Linked DNA regions of Gasterosteus aculeatus: region 1 is linked to region 2. The links are chromatin contacts, called in public Hi-C maps. All regions are on one chromosome and are shown on one strand. The core of a region is the stretch at or near the end of the contact, and the rest is flanking DNA. Distances in the headings are between cores, read along the strand shown.

The links. Hi-C and Micro-C count contacts between places; a contact is called where the count stands out from the background.
Region 1: a contact with region 2 is called in a Hi-C map of skeletal muscle, with 5 times the contacts expected there. The contact joins the promoter of LOC120831978 here to the enhancer-like site in region 2. A contact is called at or near these places in 4 of 6 Hi-C or Micro-C datasets (skeletal muscle, tail fin and whole body).

What each region holds. Positions count from the first base shown.
Region 1 is chr14:11,886,088-11,892,856 of fGasAcu3.hap1.1, reverse strand. It overlaps LOC120831978 (ephrin-A5b), which reads left to right and starts at 3,167. Exons shown (of 5, transcript XM_040197965.2): 1 at 3,167-4,336. The coding sequence starts at 4,212.
Region 2 is chr14:11,839,747-11,846,670 of fGasAcu3.hap1.1, reverse strand. All of the region lies in intron 1 of LOC120831978 (ephrin-A5b), which reads left to right. Among protein-coding and RNA genes, the nearest start is that of LOC120831978, 46 kb to the left of the region's middle. Within about 2 kb of position 4,975, at least 1 of the 9 cell types and tissues checked has open chromatin away from gene starts, as enhancers often do.

The DNA of each region.
Region 1 (6,769 bases), core at 1,918-4,417, 48 kb before region 2:
TTTTTCAGCCAAGTGCTAAATACCCTATTTTGAAAACTCAAATTAATCAGCAAAAATATATAAACAACTCAAGTGCTCACAGAATAATTTACTGGTAGTAAAGAAAATAAAGAACAAAAGAACAGGAATATTGAAAACGAGATTACAGTGTTGCCAGCTGCTAATGGAGGAGGACCGAGAGGCTGTAATGTCTGTGTCACAACGTAAACACTCAGTGGCACTTTGATGGCGCTGCTTTATTACAGATTGCCTTCATAAACAAAAGCGCAGAGGGGGAAAAAAAATAAAAAATCGCAGGACGCCGCCTCTCTGTTCGCCTCGGAGCACATCTGTGATGGTAGAACCGTTGTGCCTGTGATGTACTCCTCACATGGGGGATCTCATTCCACCGCGCATGTGACAGTCCACTCATAAGGCCACGAGGAACATTAGGATGCACCGCTGTGATCGCAGCCCCACTGACCCTAATTTATAATGCCTTCATTGTCTTGGCGAACACAGGCGTGTATCAGGCGTAAATGAAGTAGGACAGGCACTTTAGCCGGCGAGATGAGGTGATTATAGCTCATGGATTAGTCTGCCTGGGCGAGGTGGCTGATCAGCCTGACGCGCGCGCACACACACACATACACACACACAAGTGTGTGTGTGTGCACCCAAGCTCACGTGCACATATGGGAGAAACAAAACCCCTCTCAGACCTGAAGGTTTGTGTATACACAATTTATGCATTTACAGGACACACGCATGCATGTGTGCACACACACACACACACACACACACACACAACCTCACTGCTGCACCCAAACAAACACAGTGTGAGGTGGGTTTACTGTAAACAAAGCCAACAGGGGGATGATGAGCCCAGTCTGGCTCAGCTCGTGTCGTACAGCAGGTGCATGTTGCCGGGGCGGACATGTTTTTTTTTCTTCACAAGTTGTTTCTTTTGGATTATGTATAATTGTGTATTTCATAAAGCAAGATTAGCAGCAAAGCCATGGCTTATTTCAGTAATTCCTCCTTATTTTTAGGAAATTGCTTCATAAAGGAGTCTACTCTGGAAAAGACCCCCTGCAGAGTATCCTGGTCCAAGTCAGGTTAGTTTCCAGGCTGATCTTCACTGGTTTACTGTGGATCCTCTACGCCGCTCCAGTTTTGCATCAACTGTTGCATGAACTGAACAACAATGACATAGTGGAATAATGTCTACCAGGGCAGAGTCGCCCTCCCTCTTGTGGGATGTATCTCAGCTCCTCTGTGCTTCGTTGACGTATCCGTGCTGGACGCGCATGTGAGAGTTGAGAACATCCTTTGCACCGGGCGGTTTCCTTGCGTAACTGTAGCACTCACCTCTCCGGCTGCTCCTCAGGCAAAGCTCTGTCCTGTTGCGTTCGTTGGCACTGTTTGCAGGTTTAGCTCTGTTAGCCGTTAGCCGCCGGCTCAGCCTTCACTGCGTTCGGAGACGCGAGGAGGCACCGGACACGCTCTGAATGTCCTTTGGAATTGGAGGTTGGTTGTATCTCCACAAACATTAGCATGATCAAGGTTTTAAATAAACCATTATAAAATTCAGTGAAGGGGTTGTTTTAAATCCGCCCCATGGCCGTAGGCTTATACTAAGACACGTTTTCATGATGTGTTCTCTGAACACCCTCCAGTTGGTTTATTGAAGGTACAATATCATACCACCAAATGAGCAGCACTCATCTCATCTAACAATCTAGTGGACAATTGAACTCATTAAAAAGAGAAAGATACCACCAGATTGAGATCCTTTTTATACCAAAGCTGTTTCTTGCATCAAAAAGTTGAATTTGAAGTTGTTAATTGCAGTTGCATGAATGTACCTTTTAAATGAATGAATTAATCAAATTAAGGGACATGGGGAAAAAGCCACATGTAAGAAAAGAAGAGTCCACATTTGTTTATTAAAAGGTAATTGTTGGATGCTAACAAACTAAAGTCATCTTACTCCGAGGCAGCAGTGTGAACCACTTAGCCACTCTTCTGCGCAGTTACAGACAATAAAACATTTGATATGATACATGTGTGATTCAACCCTTTCTATTTCACTTAATTTTGCAGGTGATCGATTGCATTTTGGTCAAATAAAAAAAAAACCTTTTGATTTGAAAAAGTATTTCTCCCCATTCCTCCTTTTGTGTTGCTTCTATTGGAGAAATGCAATTCGGTGCAATGGGAGCAGAGGTTTTGCAATGAATGTCCACACTGGGGACTTAACAAATGAGCAACCCTGAACCAGCCTGGTTCAGGGGGAATAAATCAGCCTGTCTGTGAACAGAAGCCGCGGACCGAGCAGCGCCGGTGGCGACTGTTCAGCGGCTCGGCAAAGTTGTACAACCCTCCAGTTGAGCCCAGCGGCCCTCGGATGAGCTCCCCCTGTGCTGCTGTTCTTATGAAGAGGATTAGAGAGAAGTCTGTCCCTATCTGCTCCGACTCACTAATGGACCTTCTCCCAACTCCACTTAAGTACTGTTTTTCAGAATGTTTCAAATGTTCTTGAGTGTGTGCACAGTCTTGAATTCTTTCCAAAGAGACGATTCCTGTTGCTTTTCCAATGATCGCCACTACGTGGCGCACTGAGTCAGGGACCCAAACTACGTGTGTCCACAAGCCCTGCAACCCGAAAGGGAAGCAAAGCAGTCTGGAATGTCTGGGAGACAAACATGTGGCTGAGAAAAACAAAACATATTTAAATCTATAATTTAGAGGCAAACTAGAGGAAATTAAAGCATTTTGATTTTGCACGCATAATAATGTTTGGCTTGTGACGTAATTCAATGCAGAATGGAAAGTTTGTTTCCCCCCAACAATGCAAACGAAAAGTCGTGCCAGCCGAGATGCTTAACTGGTTTTGAGGCACTGCAGTCAAAGGGACCGTCTGGAGAGCAGTTGGAAACCATTTCCTCTGGCAGGCACCACTGCATTTACTGACAAAGCAATTGTTTTCCGCAAAATTCCTTCGAGCAAATTTCTTTAATTCTATTGGAAAGAGCCGAACTTTGGTTCTGGGACATTTAAATGAAATCACATTTGAGGACAAACGTTACATTGATTGAGACCAAGTGAAATGAAAGTTCAACGCGTCGAAGAGGAGCACGTTGTGAAACGATCTGGGATGAGTCTGCCAGCCGGGGGGGGGGAGGGGGCAGAGAAACACATGTAGGAGGGATGTCGACGTAAACAAAACGACCGTCATGCAAAACCCAAGCCAATGAGAATTAGTGCAACTGTGAAACTGTACCAGCAAGAAATGTCCGCGCCAACAAACAGGACTGAAATTCTTTTCCGTTTTGCATAATTTGCTCCAGAAGATTCAGCAGCGACCAGCAGCACCTTTTGCAGCGTACCCCGGCTGGCAGGAAGGTGGAGAGAGAAAGAGAGAAAGGAGGGGGAGGAGGGGGTCGTCGTGGGGAGTCGGAGGGGGGTGGTCCGGGAGAGCATGGCCGCAGGAGACCGAGCGCCGCAGTCTCGCGTTTGCTTCCTCCACATCGACATCGCCGCTTCTTGTGCGCTCTCGGTGATGTTGCGGAGCCGCTCGTCGGGGTGACGCTCAACCCGGAGACTGTGCGCGTTTACGCAGCGACGTTCTGTTTGTTTTCCTCTCTATCTCTCTCCTCTCTTTTCCTCGTTTTCCTGCCCGTGTGCGTGTGTTGTTTGCGGCGGAGGGACAGAAGCGCTCGGGCGGCTGCAGGTTCAGCTGGAGCCGAAGAAGCTGCCGGTTTGGAGTCCTTCGGGCTTCCCTCCCGAACCGCACCGAACGGATCTGGAGCCGCACGGACTGTATTTCTGATCTGTTTATCTGTTGTGTTTCATCCTCCTTGGTTTTTTAAATATTGCCCCTCCACACCGCGCACCTCCTCTCCGGGAAATTCGAGGCGAGTTGGAGAAACAGTTTCGCAGCGCGCAGCGGAGTTGCGGAGGATCGTTGGGGCAGAAACACTGTGGCTTTTTGAAGTAGAAGTCGTTTTCGAGCAGAAGGTTTTTGGTGCAAAGTCATCGATCTGACTGTCGTCAAGCCGGTTTCTTTTTTTTGTTAAAGCAGAGAAAGACATTTCGTTTGGTTGCGAACACCGAGCAGGAAGCTGCACCTGTAAAGCGGACTCTCCGCGCAACATCTCCCCGCCACATCCGTCACATCGGCACCGGGACCGGAGTCAATTTGGCACCGTCGGAGTTCCAGAGCCAAGATGCCGCAAGTGGAAATGATCCTCTTCCTCTTCCTCGTCGTAGTGGTGTGTGTTTACTGCCAGGACCCGGCGTCCAAGGTGGTGTCCGACCGCTACGCCGTCTACTGGAACCGGACCAACCCCAAGTAAGTAGAACCCTTCTCACCCTTGCGCACCGGCGCACAGAGGTGGCCAACTTCCCCCTCAAACGTCACCCTGTTCAAGCTGTACTCTGGTCGGTTTTACGGTAGTTTTAATCGTCGGGTGACGCACGGCGCGCGCACTCCGCATCCCCAGCAGTTTAACAAAACGTCATTCTATATACTTACCAGTTAAATATCCAAACCTGCAATTACATCGATTTGTAACGATGCATATTTTCCTTATTTTGCTGCTTTGCATGAACACCGTTACGATGTGTCCGCACTCACGCGCTGCCTCCACCGAGGAGATCTGATCTGATAATTCATGATTTAATAATCCTACATAATCTGAACGAGTTTTGTGCGGCATGAAACATATACTTCTCGGAGGGACAAGAGCCTTCGCACGCGGGCTGTCCGCTGTTACGCGCCTTTACGCGTTCATGTTCGGTGGTTCGCTCCACGTTCCCACGTACGAGGAGACCCGCGCCGCCTGTGTTCAAATGACTCTCCAGTCTGCTGCAATGGGTCCTACTTGATATAATTGTGAGTGTGTTTATCACTATCACAGTGAGGCGCTGCTCAGCTCATCAAAAAGGCTCAATGAGTGGATTTGTGGATTTTGGGTGACTCAAAAACGAGCAGCTTGTCCTGTGACGGTTTTCATAATCAAGCCCCCCCCCTCCAAAAACAACTTAGTCCATATGAGTGCAGCTCGTTCAGTTGGAATACCAAAGTGACATTTCTCTCCAGAGTGTGTCGGGACACCTCCCCGGGTGACTCAGTGCCTTGGCGTTGGCACTCGAGCACATGGTGATATAATGTGTGTGTCACTTTGTTTCAGTTGGAATACTTTCGTTGCTGGCTGCAGTTTCGGCATGAGTCAAACAAAAAGTTTAAAAAAAAGCAAAAAGAATGCAAATGTACATCAGAGAAGAGAACAAGGAACCGGCCTGTTGAGGAGTTAACTGACGGGATTGTTAATGATGCAAATCCAAAACATTTCCTGGTTCCCAAGTCTGGTGTCTTGGTTGCTGGGCTCCTACATCCAAGACCCCCCCCCCCCCTCCCCCAATCTTTTCCTCCCCCTGCCGGCCCACGCTGGGGTAGACAATGAGGGGGTACACAGGGACATTTCAGCAGCGGCCAAGGCACAGCGTGGCTCTCGGCCTTGTGAGAGATCCCCGCATGCTGAGGTCACACACTTGGTAGTAACCGGGCAAGTTGTGGGTTAAGCAGCACAGAGGGGACTGTTGTCAGGGTCAAAACCGGGGCAGCACCGCCGGCCATGGGGCCCGGTGATGGGCCCGGCGCGGCGCCCCGCATGGGCTTTGTCTCTGCAGAATGGAGGGCTAAATAAATGAGTAACTCTAAATGACTGTCTCCTTTTCTCATTCATGGATTTAATCTAAACCCGACCCCGGCTGCATAATGGGAGGGAGGGCTGCGGTTAAAGCCCGGGCCCCCCCCCCCTTAACCTGCAGCAGAACCCAACAGCGTTCCGTACGAGCTCGCCAGCCCCCGGATCCCCGCTGCTTAATGTAACCACACTCGGTATTGGAGCCCCGGGAACCCGCTGCGGTACCGCCCCAGCTTCCAGATGAGCTTTCTTACCCCCCTCTCCTGACATCTCCGCTGCATATTTGACCAAAGTGGGGCGGAATGGCATCCGGAGCAGCGGTCCATACTCAGCCATTCATGAAATCCCCTACAGGAGCTCTGGAATTGAAATGGGAAGTGAGTCGTGAAAAATGGAAATGCGATGACATTTCATGTTTTTCTATTGTTTGAAAGGGGCTAAAAAGAAACCTTTCTCTTTGCGTGATTTAGATAGACATGCTTTCATGTTTGCTCTGCTTCCATCTCGGGGGGGACATCTTCCTGCGCTGATGCTTGTTGCTGATTAGGCTCAGACGAGCAGGAGAGGAAGAGGAGGAAGAGCAGGGGTGAGATTCACAGCCGGTTTAGCTTCGCCCGGAATTTGAAAATCCTCCACTGACAGCGAGTAGCTGCGCTTCTATAAGCCACTTAATGAAATGAAATGAAACTCCGGGATCTGGGAGCTTGCTTGGAAAGAAAGCACGCAGTCACGACTGATTGATTGATTTATTGACCAAAAAAGGCTTCGGATAATTGTGCCATTTCTCCGTAAGCCCCTCAGTGTGCGGAGACGGCGGGAAAAGCCTTTGCATTGTTTGCTTTATTCCGAGTCAGCCCTTTAGTCAAAGTGTGCACGTAGGTGTGGAAAGTCTGGCCATGCTCCTAATTTGGATGTATTCCCGAGGACGATGTTTAGAGAGTATACTTGGCAGAACACCGTTGAGGCTCCTTTGTAGTCGTAGACCAAGAAGGATTTCAGATAATGTCACAATAATGAAGAGCAATGCGTGGCGGCCGCAGCGATATCTGCAAAGTTTATTGCCCTAAAGTTCAGTC
Region 2 (6,924 bases), core at 3,726-6,225:
TCCTCTATGTTTAGCCCTTACATGATGTTACATGTGCTGTTTTTTCTGGGTGTGCTTTGAGATGAGAGGGGGGCAGAGCTGCGTTCTAAGTGGTTCACCCTCTGTCGCCTTTTATAATGGACCCTTTAGACTCCTTTTATAACATTGGTATTAGTCGGTAAAGTGTGTAAGTCTTAATGAATTGAACAGACAAGGCTCTTCCTTGAGGTCTGGGCAACACGTCCTTTTCCCAGTTTAAAGTCGGTCGGATGAAAGGTTTTTGGCAAAATGACTAAGAAATATGTCCCTTACATCTCCGGTCTGTCTTTATTCGTTCTTGAAAGTACTGCTGCGGTGTAACAAGTAGACCATGTTATATGTCCCATAGATCTTAAGAGCTCCCACTTGTCAATGGGTGAAGTACATTTGATAAACGCTTGCATGTCGTAGCTGTTTCCTCTGATAGCTATAAAACAAAAAATACAGTTTGGTTTTCTCCGAACTCTTGTAAGGCAGCTTGTAAGGAGACAACCATGACGAGCGATTCAGAGTAATCATTGTAATTATAGCAAAAGCATAGAGGTGAAAAAAAGAGGAATGTAATGGGTTCTTTAAGTCACTTATTTTCTATTCTACTTAATGAGGGGAGAGACGGTTCTGCATTTGTCTTCATATACAGTATTACAAGATCGGTGGTGACGTGACCCTCGTCTTGCATGTAGTAGCTCCCTCAGAGATTCCATGTTGTAAAACCAATTGTGCGCCCACAAGTTATGAGCAACATTTTCCCATTGATTCTCATAGAAAAGGCAAATTCGCAATTTATAGGTTTTTTTTGTCCTTTTGTAAGAGTTTGTCTTCTTTAAGAGCTCTTACTGTTTTGTTTTGCAGCCGTTAAATATATTATATTGGGCCATATAAGTAAACTCAAATGCCTCACAAGCACACACACACACACACACACACACACACACACACACACACACACACACACACACACACACACACACACACACACACACACACACACACACACAGACCTCCTAGCTTTTATACAAGACCTTTGAGAGTTTTAAATCCAGGAGGGGCTCTTTCCCACTGCCCCTCTTTCACGTCCCTTAAATTTTCTCACATCATTTGGGCTCCTTCTCTCAAGTCTCTCTCACTAGTCGATCTTTCACTCCTCTGCCCCCCCCCCCCCCCCCCACTACCCCACCCTACCCCCTCTCTCCTTTTCAAACCTTGAATAAAATCCTCTCCTCTCGGGGCCTTGAACACAACAAATTATCCGAGCTCGAGTTTTTAGCATTTCACCATCTCCCCACAGAACGCCTTTTACTCAACCAAGTCAGCCCCACTGCACTTTGATGTGTGTGAGACCTCACTGGTGGATAAGTGCTGGTGTCGGTGTGTGTGTGTGTGTGTGTGTGTATGTGTGAGGGCTTTGCAGGCTTGTCATGGGCGGGTGATTGAGTCCAGACGTTGCGGGTTCCTTCTTTTTTTTTTTTTTTCCACCGCCAAACCCCCACACTTCCCCCGACTGCTCGTGGGTTCAGAGCGTGTTGGGCCAGGGGGGGCGGGGCCACGGCTCCCCGGGGTGCAGTAAAGCGATAGGGCAGTGCGGGGGGGGGCTCGGATCGCCCCTGGGGAGGGGAGGTCAGGGGCCGTAGTCTCGGCCCTGCGGAGCGAGGATCAGGGCCATGTTAGTCAAGCAGGCTTCAGGTGGGGGCTTCCTGTAGGATCCACTGCTGCTCGCATCTGTGTTTCTCTGCCTGTTAACGTGTTCGTCCTTGTTCTCTATTTCTGCAACATTTTGGAAAAAAATTAGCTAATTCAAATTTGTAGAAATGACAAATGTTATATATTGACTGTAAAAAAATGAAGAAATATCAGATTTTTTTTATTACCTGCAGCTTTTTTCTATTTCTTAAAGTAATACGTCTGTATTGTCCTTCGCATTTAACGATTTCCTGCAATGGGAGTATAATACATTTGAAAATATAGTAACAGAATGAGACAGCGGTGACTCTGGCTTTGATTGCAACAGACCGTTACACAAAATGTGGCTAATCGCTTCAATTAATGCGATGTGTCTTCATTTGTCAGGGATTGAAAATGCTGGAATATCAGAAAAAATAATCACCATCTGTTTTCTGTTTTGAATTTAGAGAATGTTTCTTGAAAAACACCATCAACTTGAATAGAATAAACTGTGTCATGAGGTTCTTTCTATTTCATCCATTCCAATAAGAAAGTAAAACGCTGAAACCAATTCGTAAGAGAACATTTCGTAATTAAATAGCACAATAACAACAGCAGAAGGTTATTTAAGGTAGACGAGGACGATGAGCAGGTAGACAAAGACAGAAGGGATCGAGTTTGCTGAAAGAAAAGAAAAGACCGAATGAAGCATCAGGCTTTCGTTCGTTTCCTTTTCAAACTCCTTCCATCCCTCAGCAGCTCCTAAGATAGACGACAGTGAGGTCAGGCTATCACCTGGGCTCAGACGCTGGCCAAACACCGGCTCTGGGGCTGAATAATGGGCTGTCACTACCCACTGACCTCAGCTCAGCGTCTAAAGTGTCAGATCGATATCAGTCGAGCAAGGGGGGGGGGGGCAGCATCTCCCCGAGGTTACCCCGGCCGAGTGCACTGCAGGAGCAGCCACATTAAGTGAAATTAAAAGATAATTATCATCATCATCATCGCTGTATATACATACAGAGATCTGCGGGATCCTGCAGAATGCTCCTCAGTTTTGCCTCAGTACACAAACCCGGCAGGTGCTGATGGGACAGATTTCAGTCGGTGGGGGCGGGGGGGGGGCAGGAGCCGCTCTGTGGCCTCCTCGGGTTATGTGTCATTAAGGAGTGTGTGTTTCGATGTGCACGCGTGCCTGCATGCGCACACCTGCGGTTGCGAACGCTGTGTTCAACAAAGCTGTGGCTGGAACATTGTGTTGTTATAAACAGCCGTCATGGCAACGCTTAAAAAAACAGCCATCTTTGGCACCGAAGGGGTTTACGACTCGCCCACGTCTGCCCCTCGGGGTTTCACGCAGACTGAATGACGGAGGCCTGCTGTGTGTGTGTGTGTGATGACTGACACAAACGCCATGCTGCTGTTACGGCTTTGACCTTTTTGACAGCAGAATAACGTCACCAGTCATTAACCTGCCTCATACATGTAAGACAGAAGGACGCTTGTCGCAATCAGCCTATAACAAGTTTTCACCTTAAAAGGACCAAATACAGCAACTCATTATTTCCTTCCATGTTTTTGAGGACGTGGACACTGTGATAGTCAACGGTTAATATTAATCCAGTGGGAATCAATGAAGTTACATTTTTGTGACTTTTTCTCTCCAGGAGGATTCTCCTCAGACGCTAAACGGCCGACTCAAAAACAAAAGCCCGACCGAGGAGTGCCGATGAGAACTTTTTTTTTTCTCCCAGCAAAGGCCAAGAGGACAACCGGGCCTAATTAGCAAGAGATTAGAATATACATGGCGCTTTACATAACACGGCCTGCAGCAGCCTGGCACACAGCGCAGCGTAGCTGCAGCTGCGTTGAAGGACGAGTTAGCGGTTGGCACAGTCGGGACCACCAGGATCCATAAACAACACCGCCCGCTCTCGCTCTCGTCCCGTCCCTGCTTCCGCTCTCTGCTCTCTGCTCTCTATCTCCCTCTCTGGCCTCTTTTATTTTTATGTTTTAACTTCCCGAGGTGCCTTCCCACGAGTAGCAATGTGTTTTCAATCTGAGGCCAATTATTCACCTCCCCTGGTCTTGTTCCCAGCAGGGAAAAAAAAACACACAGAAAGAGAGAACTGTCTATACTTTACAGCCGCCCCCCCCCCCCCATCTCTCTGCCTGTCAACGCACAGTCGGACTGAGCCCCTCGGCAGACGCATTATGTGTTCCAATACATTCTAAACGTACGTGTGTGTGTGTGTGTGTGCGTTTGTAACCCCCCCGTCAGATGTGTGTATATAATTAGCCTAACTAAGTAATGATGGCCTTAACTTCCCAGCGGCGAAGCAGCTATGAATGATGGGACAGGTGGAGGGAGGGTGATCGGGACCTCCCAACCCCGGGGGGCAACGGGATAGACGGACCCCATCTGGTGGCATCACGTCACATGACCGGCGGTCATGATTGCCCCTTCTTGGCCCCATAAAGAGTTCCCCCTAGAGGTTATAATGCGGGACTACAGAACAGACATGGAAGGGTTTGCGTGTAGAAGCGGCGGTTTGTGTGCAGACATTGTGAGTGTGTGTTTGCGTGTGTTAAGGCAGGAGCGTCATGTGTTTCTTTGGGCTGAAATCATCTCCCCTTTTCTCTCTTTGTGGAATCACCCTGGGAAGCTGCCACCCGCCTGACCCCTGAGTGTGTTTATAAGGAAAACAACAGGAGGGCTTTATCCTCTTCTCCTTCTCGCCTTTTCACTTATTCTCCACATTCTTTTTCTTCCTCATTGATTTTTTGCTCCCCTGCTCTCTTCTTTCCTCCGTTGTTTCTAATTCTCCCCCTCTTCTAAATTCTGGCTTTTGGTTTTTCCATTTTTTTCTTCCCTTGCTTCTCTTTTTTTGAGAAAATCCACCTTTCCTACTCCTGATTTCTGTTATTTCTTTTGCTTCTCCTACTGTCTTCCACCTATTTTTCCTTCTATTTTACCCCACAGGGAGGAATAGCTGCTAATGTGTTAAACTCTGCTGTATTCAATGTGTGACATGTTTTTTTTTTTTTCATTAATAATCAAATGTGACTGGTCCAATGGCAACAATATAATCAATATGAAATGTCCTTTTTAGTAAACCGAGAACAAATAGAGATAAAGTTTGGAAAGATTTAAACTCTCCTCCTAATGCCGTTTACTTTCCCTCCTGTCCCCTCCGTCCTTTCCTCCCCCTCTCACTTCTCCCCTTTCGCTGGCTCTGCCTATGCCTTACCTGTGCCAGGGCACAGAATAACAACAACGCAGCAGAAGGGGATGAAGAAAGCAAACAAGCTGGGGAGCTGGCTGAAAAGAGGGATTACCCCCCCACCCCGTGCTTTGTTAAGATCTCCAGTTACTGATTCATTGATAAGCCCCTCCAACTGGCCGCGAGTAACTCAGCCAATCAGGGATCATTAATCCCCAGGACAAACAGACTGAGGTGCTTTTATTTTGTTAATGGCTCATTATGACACATTTTGAACTGACACAGAACTGCTGAACCGCGCTCTCGTCTGTCGGCCCGATCGTTCTTTCTGCCTCCTGCCATCGACCCCCCCGAACCCTTCCATCGGCTCTCAGCGATTCCTGCTGCTCGGAGCGACGCCAGGAGGAAAACACAACTGTTGAAATTGCCTCGATCGGCCCCGTGAAGGCTTAACGACTCACTAAATAGCCTGCAACAACAAAGGCATTTCGAAAAGGAAAAAAAAAAACGATGAATTGATGTCGCTGGTAATGAAAGTTATTGCTGAGGATCACGGACGCCGCTGACAGTTTACAGCTCGGTAAATAAATGAAGGGTTTCTCACGCCTCAGTCTGCCCCCACCCCCCCACCCCATCCCGGCAGGGGAGGGACGGGGTCAGCAGATGCTCTTTGAGTCTCAGGGTGCAGATAGCGGAGAGATCACAGTTTAGGGCCCGTTTTTTAAAAAAGACGGAACCAGAAGACGGTGAGAGATGAAACGTCATCTTTACGCGAACACATCTCGAGGCAGGCTGCGCGTTTTACGGCTCCGTGTCTTATCAATATTTCACCCGTGCTCCGCAAAAAAAAAAACGCCCATCGAGCAAAACATCTGGCGAACAGCTGTCTCGTCTGTTTGGTGCTCTCGCCACTCTCACGGTGCGTTTTATAGTCGTTTGTAACAAACACCCACGGCCCATATTTCTAGATTTAGGTTTTACACGTGTTAGGCCACATTTGAGCCTCTTCCGCACTGACATCCAAATCCCTCTCTGGTGAAGCGATCACGTGGGCGGGGAATATAGATGTGATTCCAAGAGAAGAATGAGAAACCAATTGGCCAAACCAAAGAGTTGCGCCGACCCCCCCCCCGGCGGCTGAGTAATACTATTCTTGTTTTCTTGGTGTTATTCTTTATCTTAAACCCCACTTACCCGTTCTTCTCCCCGGCTGCCAACCTCACAGTATTTTCTTATCGTTGCAGATTTGTTGTATCCAGTAGGGATTTGTATGTCTTGGTCTTTTGTGGTGCGACAGTGCAGATAAAGTTGACCTGCTATCGGCTCATGTTGTGAGTGGTGACTCAGCGTTGCTATTTCAATGCTGTAGTTGTTTCACATGGTGCTGTTTAGATTTGATTTGCATGTCAAATTATGAAAATATATTTAGCTGTAAGTATTGTTTTTGAATAAATAAATGTGCTTCAGGCCCAAATTAGTTTTATAAATGATTGAAGCCTCTCAGCAAAATGATAATGAACTAATTCACTAGTTTTTTGAATAATTTTTATTATTATTAAACATGATTTTTTTTTTATCTGCTCTAAAGCTCAGATTGAAATCCAATCAGAAGTGCTCACTGTAGACTGAGCGCTGTCCCGACTCCATCTGCACCCATCTGAATATCTGAACATGAACCCACCTCTCTCTCTCTCTTACAAAAGCTTTAGTTACAAACTCTTCTTAATCCTGACTAATCTTAAACTGCTACTCCCGGGTCACATTTGATTGACAGCCAGTGACACTTGTGAGGTTGACGCTAACACTTAGGGCCTAATAAAACACAGGGGGACAAAGCAGAATAGCCCACAGTGCTTCTGGCGGAGGACATGATACTGTGGAGCCGGTTGACCCCTGGTAGTCATAATACCAGCGTGCAGCTCTGAAACTAGAGGCTAAAGGAGGCCATGCTGTGCCTGCCTGGAGCCAAAGCGCCCAGCTGGTGCTGAAGGGGGGGGAATAGAACTGAAAGAGAAAACAA